Regions from separate parts of the Mus musculus genome. Here region 1 is linked to region 2. A link is a contact called in public ChIA-PET data. All regions are on one chromosome and are shown on one strand. Each heading gives the region's core, a stretch centred on a gene start, on an enhancer-like site or on the middle of the called end of the contact. The rest is flanking DNA. Distances are from core to core; before and after follow the strand shown.

The links. ChIA-PET counts read pairs in DNA pulled down with a chosen protein or histone mark.
Region 1: a contact with region 2 is called in an RNA polymerase II ChIA-PET map of memory CD8 T cells, with 6 read pairs. The contact joins the promoter of Wdr4 here to the enhancer-like site in region 2. A contact is called at or near these places in 5 of 39 promoter capture datasets (the 3T3-L1 cell line, the C10 cell line, hippocampal neurons and 2 more), 6 of 115 datasets of contacts at active chromatin or transcription factors (embryonic stem cells, memory CD8 T cells, microglia and 1 more) and 3 of 9 other capture datasets (adipose tissue, liver and pancreatic islet).

What each region holds. Positions count from the first base shown.
Region 1 is chr17:31,509,846-31,516,561 of GRCm38.p6, reverse strand. Wdr4 (WD repeat domain 4) reads left to right here and starts at 4,075. Exons shown (of 11, transcript NM_021322.2): 1 at 4,075-4,395; 2 at 5,916-5,984; 3 at 6,650-6,716. The coding sequence starts at 4,178.
Region 2 is chr17:31,691,208-31,697,715 of GRCm38.p6, reverse strand. No RefSeq gene overlaps it. Among named protein-coding and RNA genes, the nearest start is that of Gm30187, 14 kb to the left of the region's middle. Within about 2 kb of position 4,560, at least 93 of the 459 cell types and tissues checked have an H3K27ac peak or open chromatin away from gene starts, as enhancers often do. A contact at or near this core is called in memory CD8 T cells, pancreatic islet and pro-B cells, where this site is marked.

The DNA of each region.
Region 1 (6,716 bases), core at 2,826-5,325, 180 kb after region 2:
TTTCAAGATAGGGTCTCTCTGTGTAGTGCTGGCTGTCCTGGAATTTGCTCTGTACATCAGGCTAGCCTCGAACTCACAGACATCCATCCACCTGCCTCTACCTCCTGAGTTTTGGGAGTAGAGGTGTACAACTGCCTGACTTATTTTTAAGGCAGTCTCACCATGCAACTCTGACTGTCCTTTGAACTCACAGAGATCTGCCTGCCTCTGCCCTTTGTGCTAAGATTGAATGTGTGTGCCACCACACCCGTTTATGATTTAGTTAGTTTTATTTTCTGTGTATGGGTGTGTTGCCCAAATGTCTGACTGCACACCATGTGTACGCAGTACCTGCCAAGCTCAAAAGAGGGTGACAGATCTCCTGGAACTGGAGTCTTAGACAGTTGTGAGCTGCCATCTGGATCCTGGGAATTGTCCCCTGATTTCTCTGAAAGAGCCGCTAATGCTCTTAACCCCTGGGCTATCTTTCTAGCCTTCAAGACTGAATTTTTTTTTAAAAAAAGATTTATTTATTTATTTATTTTATTATACCTAGGTACACTGTGAGCCACTCTTCAGGCACCTTTTCTTCTCTTTCCGGCCCCACTCACTCAGGCCCCACTTGCTCTGGCTCAAAGATTTATTTATTTAAGTATACTGTAGCTGTTTTCAGACACCCCAGAAGAGGCCATCAGATCTCATTACTGATGGTTGTGAGCCACCATGTGGTTGCTGGGATTTGAACTCAGGATTTTTGAAAGAGCAATCAGTGCTCTTAACCACTGAGCCATCTCTCTGCAAGACTGAATTTTAATGTGCATTTTAGTAGAGACATTGAAACAGAGCACACCGCCGGGCGGTGGTGGTGCACGCCTTTAATCCCAGCACTTAGGAGGCAGACTCAGGTGGATTTCTGGTTTGAGGCCAGCCTGGTCTACAGAGTGAGTTCCAGGACAGCCAGGGCTCTATAGAGAAACCCTGTCTTGGGGAAAGAAAAAAAAAAGACAAAACAAAAAACAAAACAGAGCACACCATGATAGAAATGCTGAAGAGATTCACCACAGCAGGAAGCTACCATCTCCTTTGTGGTGGAGGCTCCATGGTACCATAGAGACAGTGTGGGAAACAGGGACCACCATGGGCTTGGCCACAGCGCAGGAGCTGTTGGGGAGAACACATTGTCAGGGGATTCTACTCTCTGTCTGGGCATTCTGGCTAAACCCAGGTGGCACACAGCTGACCTGAAGCCCCAGGAGCAGCCTGCAGCGGCCCCTCCCTCTACAAGGGCTGATGGCTACATGCTAGGGATAGCTGGCAGCATCTGCTACCAAGTCCCATGAGGCAATGAGAAATAAGATGAGAATTCATGATAGAATTTGCAAGAAGTGCTGGGTGCAAGAGCAATTTACAAAAAACAGAAACTGTATCTCTATAGATGGCAGGCACAATTACAAAACATAATTTTAAAAGATCTCATGATATTAGCAAAACCCCATATATTGTAGTAAGTATATATTTAAATAGGTTGTTTTAAAGAATAATGTAAGATAACACAGAGCTAAGGGTAAAGCTATTAGAGGTAGGGCCAAGGTGGCTTTCTGCACAGTGTAAACATGCTAATTTTATTCAAAACAGTCTAATAAATTCAATTATTTCCTAATCAGTATCCCAGCAGAGGCCCGGGGGAATTGGACAATTGAATTGTAACAATTATGTAAAACTGGGGGAAAGGAACCTGAGTTAGTGGTGAGGGAGGAGGGAGAGAGGAGGGGTAGGAGGAAAAAGAGAGAAAGGGGGTGGGGACACAGGCAAAGTGTCAATTCTAAAACTGAACCTAATGCCAGAGGGATTACTTTGGAGGGCTTTGTCTCAGGAGTTTGATGATTTGGCAGCAGCACATACAGGATCCAGGGAGGAAGCCACAGCTACAAGGACTCTTAGTGTTATGGTTTAGGATTGGCTTGTTTGTTTTTTTCTTCAGAGATAAGGTTTTTCAGACAAGAAGCAATGGCTGTCCTGGAACTGAGATCTGCCTGCCTCTTCCTCCAGATGCTGGGATTAAAGGTGTGTGTCACCACAGCCGGGCTTGTTTTTATATATTTTAAAAATTTGTTTATTTTTATTTTTTAAATTGTGTGTGTGTGTGTGTGTGTGTGTGTGTGTGTGTGAATTTGTGCATGTGAATTCATGGTCATGGAGGCCAGAAGAGGGCATCAGATGCTCCGTAAGAGGAATTAGAGGAATCTGGGAAACTGTGAGCTTCCTGATGTGGGTTCAGGCGTTCTGGAAGAGCAGCACACACTCTGGACTGCTGAGCCATCTCTCTGGAGCCTTTCTCTCTTTCTTTCTTCTTCTTTCTTCTCTTCCTCCTCTTCTTCCTTCTTCTTTCTTCCTTCTTCCTCCCTCCCTCCTCTTCCTCTTCCTCCTCCTTTCTTCTTGAGACAGGGTCTCACTATGTAGCCTTGATTAGCCTGGAATTTGATATGTAAACCAGGCTGGCCTTAAACTTGGAGCCACCCAGCCTTGCTCTTTTATTTTTAATATTTTTTATTGAGAATGCCACACATACATATTTATTTTTGATAAAGTTCACCCTTCATTACTTCCCTGTCCTTGCCACCACTACTCCTTCCCGATGGTGCACTTATGTATGTGCACGTTTATGTATGCGTGTGTGTGTGTGTGTGTGTGTGTGTGTAACTCACTGAATCCATTTAGGGCTGCCAGCATATGCAAGATCATGGGTCACGTGGCTTCTCAGAAGTTGTATCCTTGAAGAAAGCTGACTTTCCCTCTCCCAGGAGCTATCAGCTGCCAGGGACTTCTCAGTTATATTTAAATGAGAGCCCATCTTTTATTTTATTTTATTTTTTGTGGGGAGGGGGTAGTTAAAGCACCACCAACTGATGCAAGGCAAACCGGGGTAGTTGTGGGTAGTTTAACACGAAGAAAGGCTTCTGGGTTCTGGATTTCCTAAGGACAGGAAGTAAGGGGTGAAAATCCATTCAAAGGGCGCATTCTTCAAAGTAATCTAGAGGGTTCTGGAAAAGGAGAGGCACCTAAGAGGGCAGATCTCAGGCCCAGTTAAGGTGTAACCTGCTTATGAGTACTAAGAAGTCTGCCCAGTGGGCTTCAGCCGTGTGACAGCCTGATGCCATCATCACATTAGCGTTTGTCTCGCGTGAGCTATTGCATACCTGGGCATGGGCCTGCCTGTCCTCAGTGTCAGCACTGTATAAGAGGGCATGGTGACAGAGGAGCTCAGTGGTGCCTTAGTATTAGGTTATTGCTTTATAGTCCTGCGAAGGGGTTCCATTTCTCATTGCTATGGCGTTGGATAAGCTCAAGACCTGACTTCTCTGATACGATTTTGTTTCACCCATGATTTAACTTAATTGCATCTGTAGGTGGTGATTTCATTTGCACGAGAGATTTTTTTTACTGTTTGTTTGTTTGTTTATAGACAGGGTTTCTTTGTCTAGCCCTGGCTATCCTGGAACTTGTTAGACCAGGCTGGCCACAAACTCAAGAGATCTGCCTGCTTCTGCCTCCCAAGTGCTGGGATTAAAGACGAGTGCTACCACCTCCCAGCTTGTACAAGTAAAATGAAGAGTCGTTCTGACTCAGTTTCAGGTAAAAATGGAGCCAATTGCTGCTTTATAAGTTAGACTCACTCAGAGAACTGCACAACCTTAAGATAGCAGTTGTACACAGCATAGTAAGTGTGACTTTGAAACAGGACACTGATCAGATCAAAGAGTTTACTTTCACTAGGGTGTGTTGGGTGGGTGGGGCAAATAAACCATCTTTTTAGGAGCTGCCTTGGAGGTTCACATCCAACCTATAAGAGACCACAATATTCTGGACGTCGTGAGTCACTGGGATGGATGGAACGAGTCTTTTGGTGATCTGGGCAGGCACACCGTTAGACTCGTTTGACAGCTGGGGGTCCAAGAGGTGTTTGTCTTAAATGAGCACATTTCCAGTGACTCGTACGCATTCATGGCTACATATTGGGCCTGGCCATCCAATTCTGATGCCACACAGCAGTTTTTTGTTGTTATTTTTTTTAAACCGGCACACAATGAGTACCAGACCCCGTCCAAGAGAAGCCACCTAACCTGACAGGCAGAAAAGTCAATCACCAAAGGCAGGTGGAGGGATCTACAGCATCAGCACCTCCGGGCACCGAAATCAAATGAGACTACGCCCTGCGCGCATGCTCCTGGACGGCACGCCGTTCGCGCGGCGCCGAGTGACATCACTGACAAGCGCCAACAGGAAGGGCGCAGCGCGTCGCACGTGTCCGGAGGCGGCGGGCGGGCCCATGGCGAGCTCTGCGGGGCTGGCACTGTGCGCCCAGACGCTGGTGGTGCGAGGAGGCAGCCGGTTCCTAGCCTTCTCCACTACGGGCAGGTAAGAGGCCCGGGCTGAGGGCAGCGGGGCCGGCGCGGCAGTGTTCTGTGTCCTCCCGGATTCCCTGTCCTCGGCGCCTCTTCACCACGGCGCAACGCCCCGTAACCTGCCCGGCGGGTCCCGGGCGCTCTCTCTGTTCAGAGTAGGGGTACTTCCGGACTCTGAGGCGCCTGCGCTGCGCTGGGAGGGCTAAGTCACGTGGGTGTCGCATTGCCCAGGCTTCTAGGGGGTCCTGGTGTTCAATTTTGGCCCGCTTGGCACCTCCCTGATGAGGGTCATATATTAGGGAACCCTAAAGGTTTTCTCACTGAGCACAAAACATGCTCTATCTTTGGTCTGCGTCTTGCAACCGGGCTCTAGTTGCTCTTAAGGGATTTTGGGTTCTTAACCCGACTCCTCCCAAAGGCAGGACGCACGCAGAACCTGAAGTGAGCATCTCCCTAAAGACCCTTCACACGACATAAAGTTTTGCTTTATGTTATTTCTGTCTTTATGTATACGTTGTGCTCGGTCAAAGGATTCTTTGAGCAAGTAGTTGATTACCACGAGCCTAGAGGATCAGTGGCAGTCCGTATCGGCTTCTTTTTTTCCCCTTCCCGTTTAGTTTTGGTACATGTGAAGATTAGGAACGTTCCTCAATTTGTGCCTTTTGGGGAATGCCATTGGCCAACAAAGTTTCAGACTTGGAAAATGACTCTTCTTTCTGCAGTTGAGTGTTTAACTGGAGAAGTCTTTGGTGCCTGCCACTTTATAGGTTGTCAGGGTACAGGGTCAGAGCAAAAGAAGGGAGCTTAAGTTCTGATTTGGAAAGTGTTTGATTCCCACATGAGTAAGAGCCTGGAGCTCACGGGGGCAGGTGAGACTTGTTTCTGAATTCTGTAAAGACAGCCTCAGCAGTTATAAATTTGGGAGGAAAGCCGAGTTGAAAAATAATACCAGAGGGCTTGAAGAACTGGCTGTTCTTCCAGAGGTCCCGAGTTCAATTCCCAGCAGCTACATGGCGATTTATAACCATGGATAATGAGATCTGGTGCCCTCTTCTGGTATGCAAGCATACATGCAGGCAGAACACACACACGCACATGCACACATATATAATAAATTAATTAAAAAATCAGAACTGGTGGGGTAATGGGGGATGGAGGTGGAGGTGGTAGGGGCAGCGGTACTGGACACCTTTGATCCTGGCACTCAGGCAGAGGCAGGTGGATATCCAAGTTCAAGGCTAGTCTGGTCTACAGAGCAAGTTCCAGGACAGCCTGTGCTATACAGAGAAACTACCACCATAACAAAAAAAAAACAGTATCAGAATATAATTTCCTTAGAATCAACAGGTTGGCGGCTGGAAGAATACTATATTGATTAAGAGTACCATGGCACACTGATTGATGTATACTACTAGGAGGTTAAGCAATGGCAGTTCTTGGCTCTTCTCTGTCATGGCTAAGACCCATAATGTAATGACGATGGAATGTTTTTGTTCCAAGAGAAAGATGTTCACTCCTGTCTCTTCCCTTTAGTGATGATGACTGTGTCTTCACATACGACTGCAGTACTGCAGAGAAGAAGGCCACGCCAGAAGATAAAGGGTGAGATGGCAGGGAAGCACTTGTGGTTTGAGCAGTGAGCCCGGGGAATAGCACACTCGCTGAAGTTCTAGGTCTGGTTACCTAGCTGTGAGGCTAGGCTTGGTTCCATTTCAGAGAGGAACATGGAAGGAACTTTAAATGGAGGCATTCAGAATATGTAGGACCTTCTCAAATACTTTTAGATTTTTTTTGTCTTGTTTTAATTTTAATTTCTTTAGTATTCATTTTTGTTGCTGGCCCTTTAAAGTAACAGTGACCATTTCAAATGAAGTGTATTGAGGGCAGGTGTGGGGAATTAACTAATTGAAAGGTACAGAGCAGCCTGTGACTGTTTTGTGTGGTGGCTTGGTCTTGGGACTCCGTTTGTTACTAATTTTATCGGTCCCTGCCTCTAGCCTTGGGTTAGTCCATGTCTGTGAGGGCTAGACCATGTGATGTCTGCGAGTCCTTCCAGCCTCTGCTGGATGTTAGCCTGTTGAGTTAGGTTTCATGCTTGGGAAATTAGAGCTGTTCTCTGAACATCCCTGGGTCCCCTGAGTCTGCCATCACACTCTGGCTGCATGAACTGACTGACCAACATCTTCCACTTCACCTGTGTTAGGATGGACAAGCCCGGCAACTCAGGCGAGGCCTAATTGTTTCCTTTTCTCTCCCTGCCCTTTCAGGGAGGACGGACAGCCCGCAGACACAGGGAGTGACTCGATTCTGGCGTCCACCTTCTCCAAGTCTGGC
Region 2 (6,508 bases), core at 3,311-5,810:
ACCTATGCCCCCCAACTCATATTGTATTGGGCACTTGTCACCTTTTACAGTCTCTTTATGTGTACATGTGTGAGTGTGTGTGTGTGCACATGCATACATGTGTGCATGCATGCATGTATGTTTGTATGCATGTGCATGCATATACACACATGTGTGCTATATGTGCATGTATGCACATATGCATATGCATGTGTGCATACATATATGCATGTCCATATGCATGTACATGTGGGTGTGCATGTGTATGCTTAGCTGGAGCTAAGAAATTAGTGGTGATTAAGAAGAGACCAGCGGGGGCTGGTGAGATGGCTCACGGTTAAGAGCGCCAATTGCTCTTCCAAAGGTCCTGAGTTCAAATCCCAGCAACCACATGGTGGCTCACAACCATCTGAAATGAGATCTGATGCCCTCTTCTGGAATGTCTGAAGACAGCTACAGTGTACTTACAAATAATAAATGAATAAATGAATATTAAATAAAAGAGAAAGATTGTTATCTCACTCTTTAAAAAAAAAAAAGAAGAGACCAGCATCGTTGAGGTGACATCTTCTGGGAAGGGCTTTCTGAGAGCACAAAGAGGCTGTGTTCCAGAGATAGCCAAGGTAGTACCTCGTGCAGCAGCAGTACTTGGTAATGTGTAAGAGTCACCCAGGTGGTACTGGTTTTGAAGGCATAAAGGGGTCATGCAGAGCAGCTGAGGCTCGGCACTGTGATAGGCCATGGAAGGCCATTGGTGAAGGTGCAGCCTCATTTGCAATTGATGGCCCAGGACAGAAGGGGTCATGTAAAGGAGTTGAGGCTTGGCACCATGAAAAGAGCCTATTAGAGGCTGTTGGTGAAGCCTAGTTACAGTGGAAGACAGCAGTGTTTTGGAGATGCCAGCACCATGAGATGACCACCAAGAACAGCAGCAGCAATGGAGTACAGGCAGCTGGAGCCTAGAAGACAACGTGTGTGCTACAAAGGGCAAGGCTGGAGAAGTGACCGAAGCCTTTGGAGGAGCCCAGAAGATCATGAGTTGGATCCCAGACATTGGACAGTTGGAGTTTGATGTTGCTTTTCATTGTGACTGTGCCCTGATGCTTTTCCTTCTTGAAGGAAGTATTTTAGTGGAATTCACAGTTAAGAGACTTTAAATTGTAAAGACTTTGGATTTTAAGAAAGATTGAAATTTTAAGAATTTGCAAATTCTGTGGGACTTTTAAAGTTATTTAGATCATGGGGATGAATAAGAAACTAAGGGTTGAGGCTTACTAGTGATGTGTTTGTGTGTCAAGATGACAAGGGGTCAATTGTACTGGCTAGTTTTGTGTCAACTTGACACAGCTGGAGTTATCACAGAGAAAGGAGCTTCAGTTGGGGAGATGCCTCTACAAGATCCAGCTGTAAGGCATTTTCTCAATTAGTGATCAAGGGGGGAGGTCCCCTTGTGGGTGGTAACATCTCTGGGCTGGTAGTCTTGGTTCTATAAGAGAGCAGGCTGAGCAAGCCAGGGGAAGCAAGCCAGTAAAGAACATCCCTCCATGGGCTCTGCATCAGCTCCTGCTTCCTGACCTGCTTGAGTTCCAGTCCTGACTTCCTTTGGTGATGAACAGCAATGTGGAAGTGTAAGCTGAATAAACCCTTTCCTCCCCAAGTGCTTCTTGGTCATGATGTTTGTGCAGGAATAGAAACCCTGACTAAGACAGTAGGGATGGCAATGATAGTAATGACAGGTGAGGAGACGTTGTTGATGGTGATGTGGGACACTGATGGTGATGGTAACAGTCATGGTGTTTGTGATGACGATGGTGAGGATGGTGGTGATGATGGTGGTGGTGGTGATAGTGCAGATGGTAATGATGGTGATGATGGCAAGCTGTTGGCCATGATGCTGATCTGATGGTGATGGAATTGGCAATGGTGACAGAGATAGTAACAATAGAGTGGATGATGATGATGCCCCAGCCTACGTGTGCTGACTATTTTGTATCTTTGCTGCTCACGACAGCAATCTTATTAGCTAGGAATCATTAGTCTCTACCTTGTAGGAGGAGGCAGAGACAGAGATCTCTGACCCTGTCAGGCTCCCCTAGCTTCCAAAGTCCCAAAGCTCACTCCCAGGAACCGACCTTTGAACCAGTCCTGGAGATGTTTTGATGGGAGAAGACAAAAGGCAGGAAATGGAAGGGGAATCCAGAGCGAAGCTGCCAGGAGCCTGCCTGCTTTAAGAACACACTCTGTGGGCTGGTGAGATGGCTCAGTGGGTAAGAGCACCCGACTGTTCTTCCGAAGGTCCGAAGTTCAAATCCCAGCAACCACATGGTGGCTCACAACCATCCGTAATGAGATCTGACTCCCTCTTCTGGAGTGTCTGAAGACAACTACAGTGTACTTACATATAATAAAAATAAATAAATTTTTTTAAAAAAAAAGAACACACTCTGTATCCCTCTGAGGCACATGGGTACTCTGTACCCAGCAGGTGCTAAGGAGGCAGAGATGAGCTTGCCTGAGGATAGGCAGGGAGCCACAGCCCCCTTCCTGAGCAACCACCACACTGGCCATGGTGAGGTTGGTGGGGCCACTCCTTGGCTTTGGGCCATCGAAAACTCAAAGGGCAAACAGAACACAAGCTCAGGGGAGCTCAGTGACACCTCCTGGGTGGTCATGGGGTTGGGGATCCCTACAGGGTAGGGGTAGAAACAGTACAGAAACAGATGCCTCTAGTCCCAGCATTTGGGACACAGAGGCAGGGGGCTCTCTCTGAGTTCAAGAGTTCAAGGGCAGGCAGAACTATGTAGTAGAGAGATTTTTGTCAAAAAAAAAAAGAAAGAAAGAAAGTAAGTAAGAAAGGAAAAGAAAAAACCAAACAAACAAAAGTACAGGAGGGTCCCAGAAAAATGTGGCCACAGCCTTACAGGCATACAGGGGCACCCCAAAATTCTGGTAATTCCTATATAGCAAGCTTCTCAAAGCATCCCTCTGCTGAACCAAGTACAGTAGCACTTGCCTTCCAGGGTTGTGGCTAATATGAAATGCGGCTACACTTTCATGCAGATAGTACAGACTGAGGGGAGAGCTCTACGCCCACCTTCCCTCCTCCTCTCTTCCCTCCCAGCAGACCCAGGAGCCATGAAATCCAGGCTCTAGCATCTCTGTCCAGAGCTGTGAAGGCCAGTGCCACTGTGGCAAAACAGATGCACCTCTACCCTCAGAGAGTGCACGCAACCCAGCACAGGCACACACACACACACACACACACACACACACACACACACACACACACACACTGTAGATGCTCAGGATCCCAGTCACAGGTAGACACAAAGGAGGTCAACCTGCTTTAAGATCTGTGACAACCCTGAGCAGCAGTGCAGTACCTGGCAAGTCGGGCTCAGGTCACCATATAGATGACTCCCGTTTCTCTGTGAAGAGCACACCCCCACGCCATCTTCTCCCCACCCCCGACTTTTATCCACAGCCTGCAGCATGTGTAGTAGGTGTGTGCAGTGGGTATGTACATGTACCTGCCTGTGTCGACTGAATCAACTCAGTCCTGAAGTGGAGATGGGGCACAGTAGGGCACCTGTGGGGATGGGGTCCCACCCACAGCGCTGTCATGGGCCTTGGATTGAGGGCATCTACCCTTCCAGGGACGTGGGATCCAAGAACAAGTTCAAGTCAGCAAAGGAAAGACATAGAAGTTACATCAGCCTCTTACTAGTGGGTACCTAGAACTTCCCACTGCCTTTTTGTCCCTCTTCCCCCTCCCCCATCCTTGCTCTCTTGGTTGTTATTAGCCGGCTGAGTTCCATCTGCCCCGCCCCCCTTTACAGCCCTGAAACTGAGAATTGGAATCCCCAAGTAATAAGATGGAGAAACTGAAGCCCAGAGCAGTGGGCAACTTGGCCTTGTGCCAGCAAGAGGGAGGTGGGACTGAATGAGGTCACTGCTCCTCAAACCGGAGTTATTCTTATCTTCTTGGTGTCGCGGTGACATTCAAGGCACGCGTTTGAGTCACAGCGTGGGCATCAAAGAGCTTTTAGTGGTGGTGGAGAGGGCCCCTTTCCAGGGTAGGGTCGTGACCTTACCTAAGAGGGGTGACCAAGCAGGACGATTCACCGCTTACCTCACCCCATCCTACTCCGTCATCCTCCCGCCCCTGCATGTACCCCACCCCCACTCTTCCCTCCCAGCAGGCCAGTGTCCCACCTTTGTGCGTCAACCCCAGCACAGCTGAGGCACCTTGGATGATAAGCCTTGAGGGAGGAGGGGAACCAGCCGCCACTGTAGGTCCGGAACTGGGTAGAAGGCGCCCCCTGTCGGCCATGTGAAATCCAGCCGCAGCCTCCGTGTTATCCAGCTAGTTTCCAGCCCTCAGGACTACAGATTTCCCAATCTCTTCTGTTGGAAGGATGGGTAGAAAAATGAAGTTTGTTCCCTCCACACCCTATTCCTGAGCGGGTTTGTTCCCTCCACACCCTATTCCTGAGCGGGTTATCCTGGTTGCTACCTAAGCCTCGTGTCCTGGACTGTCTGAGAGTAAGATACTCATCTTCAAGCCCTGGTATCAACAGGTAGTTCTATTGGTAGGAGCCAACAGCGTCATGGGATAACAGCTTCCTGTTGTGTGCTCTTTTAGAAGGTTGCTGGCTGTTCATCCAGAGCCCACAGCCTAACCCTAACCCTAACCCTAACCCTAACCCTAACCCTAACCCTAACCCCTGGGATTCCACGCACTCCAGCATAGCATCCTGGCTGAGCTAGCTGTTGTGAATCTAAGCTCCAGCTAGACACTCTGCCCAGTGGGTGCCCTCTCTGCCCAGCTGATTAACCCCTGCTCAGCCAGGCCAGGCTATAATAAAAGCATCCACCGCCTGGCTACTGAGGCTCTTCCTAAGGCTTCTAGCCTACCTCATAGGCAGACTGGAAGCCCTGTCACCTGCTCCAGAAATAGGGCAAAGTGCCCTGTGTCCTGGAAGGGCATCTGCAAGAATATTAATACAAAGAAAAGAGCATTTGTGTTGAAGTGCTGAGATCTGGTCTCCCTCTTGTTTCTGTCACTTGGATATTTTTAAAGATTTATATTTATGTATATCATGTTGTATGAGCATTCTGTCTTCATGCATACCAGGAAAGGGCATCAGATTCCATTAGAGATGGTTGTGAGTCACCATGAGGTTGCTAGGATTTGAACTCAGAACCTTTGGAAGAGCAGTCAGTGCTCTTACCCGCTGAGCCATCTCTCCAGCCCCTCTATTGCTCTTAGATGCAAAGTCAATGCTGTCTCTGAAGTGAAATGCGCACTGTGCTTCTGCCAAGCTTCCTCCCACACCTAAGGTCTTCCTACTGCCAGTGACCTTGTGATCTGCTCAAGGTCACCACCTTTAAGGACATGACCCCAGGTCCATGCTTGCTGATGGGGAGGGGGGGATCCTGGAGACATGATGACTTCAGGAAAAAGAGCAGCTTCTCCTGGACAGTAACCACCCAGGGTAGTCGGTTCCGGCCCTGGGCACCATCATTCTAAGCCCTTCCTGTGGCCCTCAATGTCCTCATCTGCAAAATGGAGCAAAAGTGCCCATTCCCAGTCAGAGTTCCATTCTCAGCAGGCATCAGAGCCGCCCATCGACACCGTGCATCCTCTTGCAGTTTGGGGAGCCTTCCTGACTTCGGAGGCTAGTGTCACTAATACCAGCTGGCTTCAAGGGCCACTGTGGCAGGTCACTGAGAAGACCTGCCGTGAGTGAGATCACCTTGGGTACCCTTTGTAAAAACCAGCCAGCAAACTCCTGTCACTGGCCCCAATTTTGCCAAATTATCACACACCTGATTCCTGAGCCACACAGGAGGTTGGAGATCTAGTTCTCCCCCATGAAGGTTTTGGGGAGGACATGTCCTAAATCGGGCCCTCTAAGAATAAGGAGCAAACCTACCAGCCTCCAGGCTACAGTCAAATGGAGGCGGGGAGACCCCCATCTGCAGCCTCAGTGAGCCTAATGATCATCTAGAGCCAAAAGCTGCCAAGCCAGGGGTGGAGGTTGTGGGGGACAAAATTATGACAGGAAGGAACATGAGGCTAGGCACGATGCTCTTCTGTGAAGTCACTGGATGAGACCTCATGTACTAGCCCGCTCACTCCTTATTTGTTTGTTTATCCTACAGTGTTTGTGGAATCACTATTCGGTGTCAGGCTGTTGGAGGGTGGCAGAAAATTAGGCAGATCTAGTCCTTAATTCTAGCTCTGCCTGGAAAGCGTGATGCTCTCCTAGGAAAAGGAGGGCAGGCAAAAATGCCTCTGCATAAAACCCTAAGAACCTCAGAGCGTTGTAGGCAACCTTACTGGAAGGAGAACCACTCCACATGGGGGGGTGGGTCTTCCAGCAAAGGGAGAGAAGAGGAAAGGGATCCCCGCCTTTACAGAGGCCTGAATAGGGGGGCTGGAAGAGCACGTGGCCAGCTGGGGACAGAGAAGACAGGGAACCCAGTTTCATTAGCCCTGGAGATCCACGCATGGTCTGGTGGA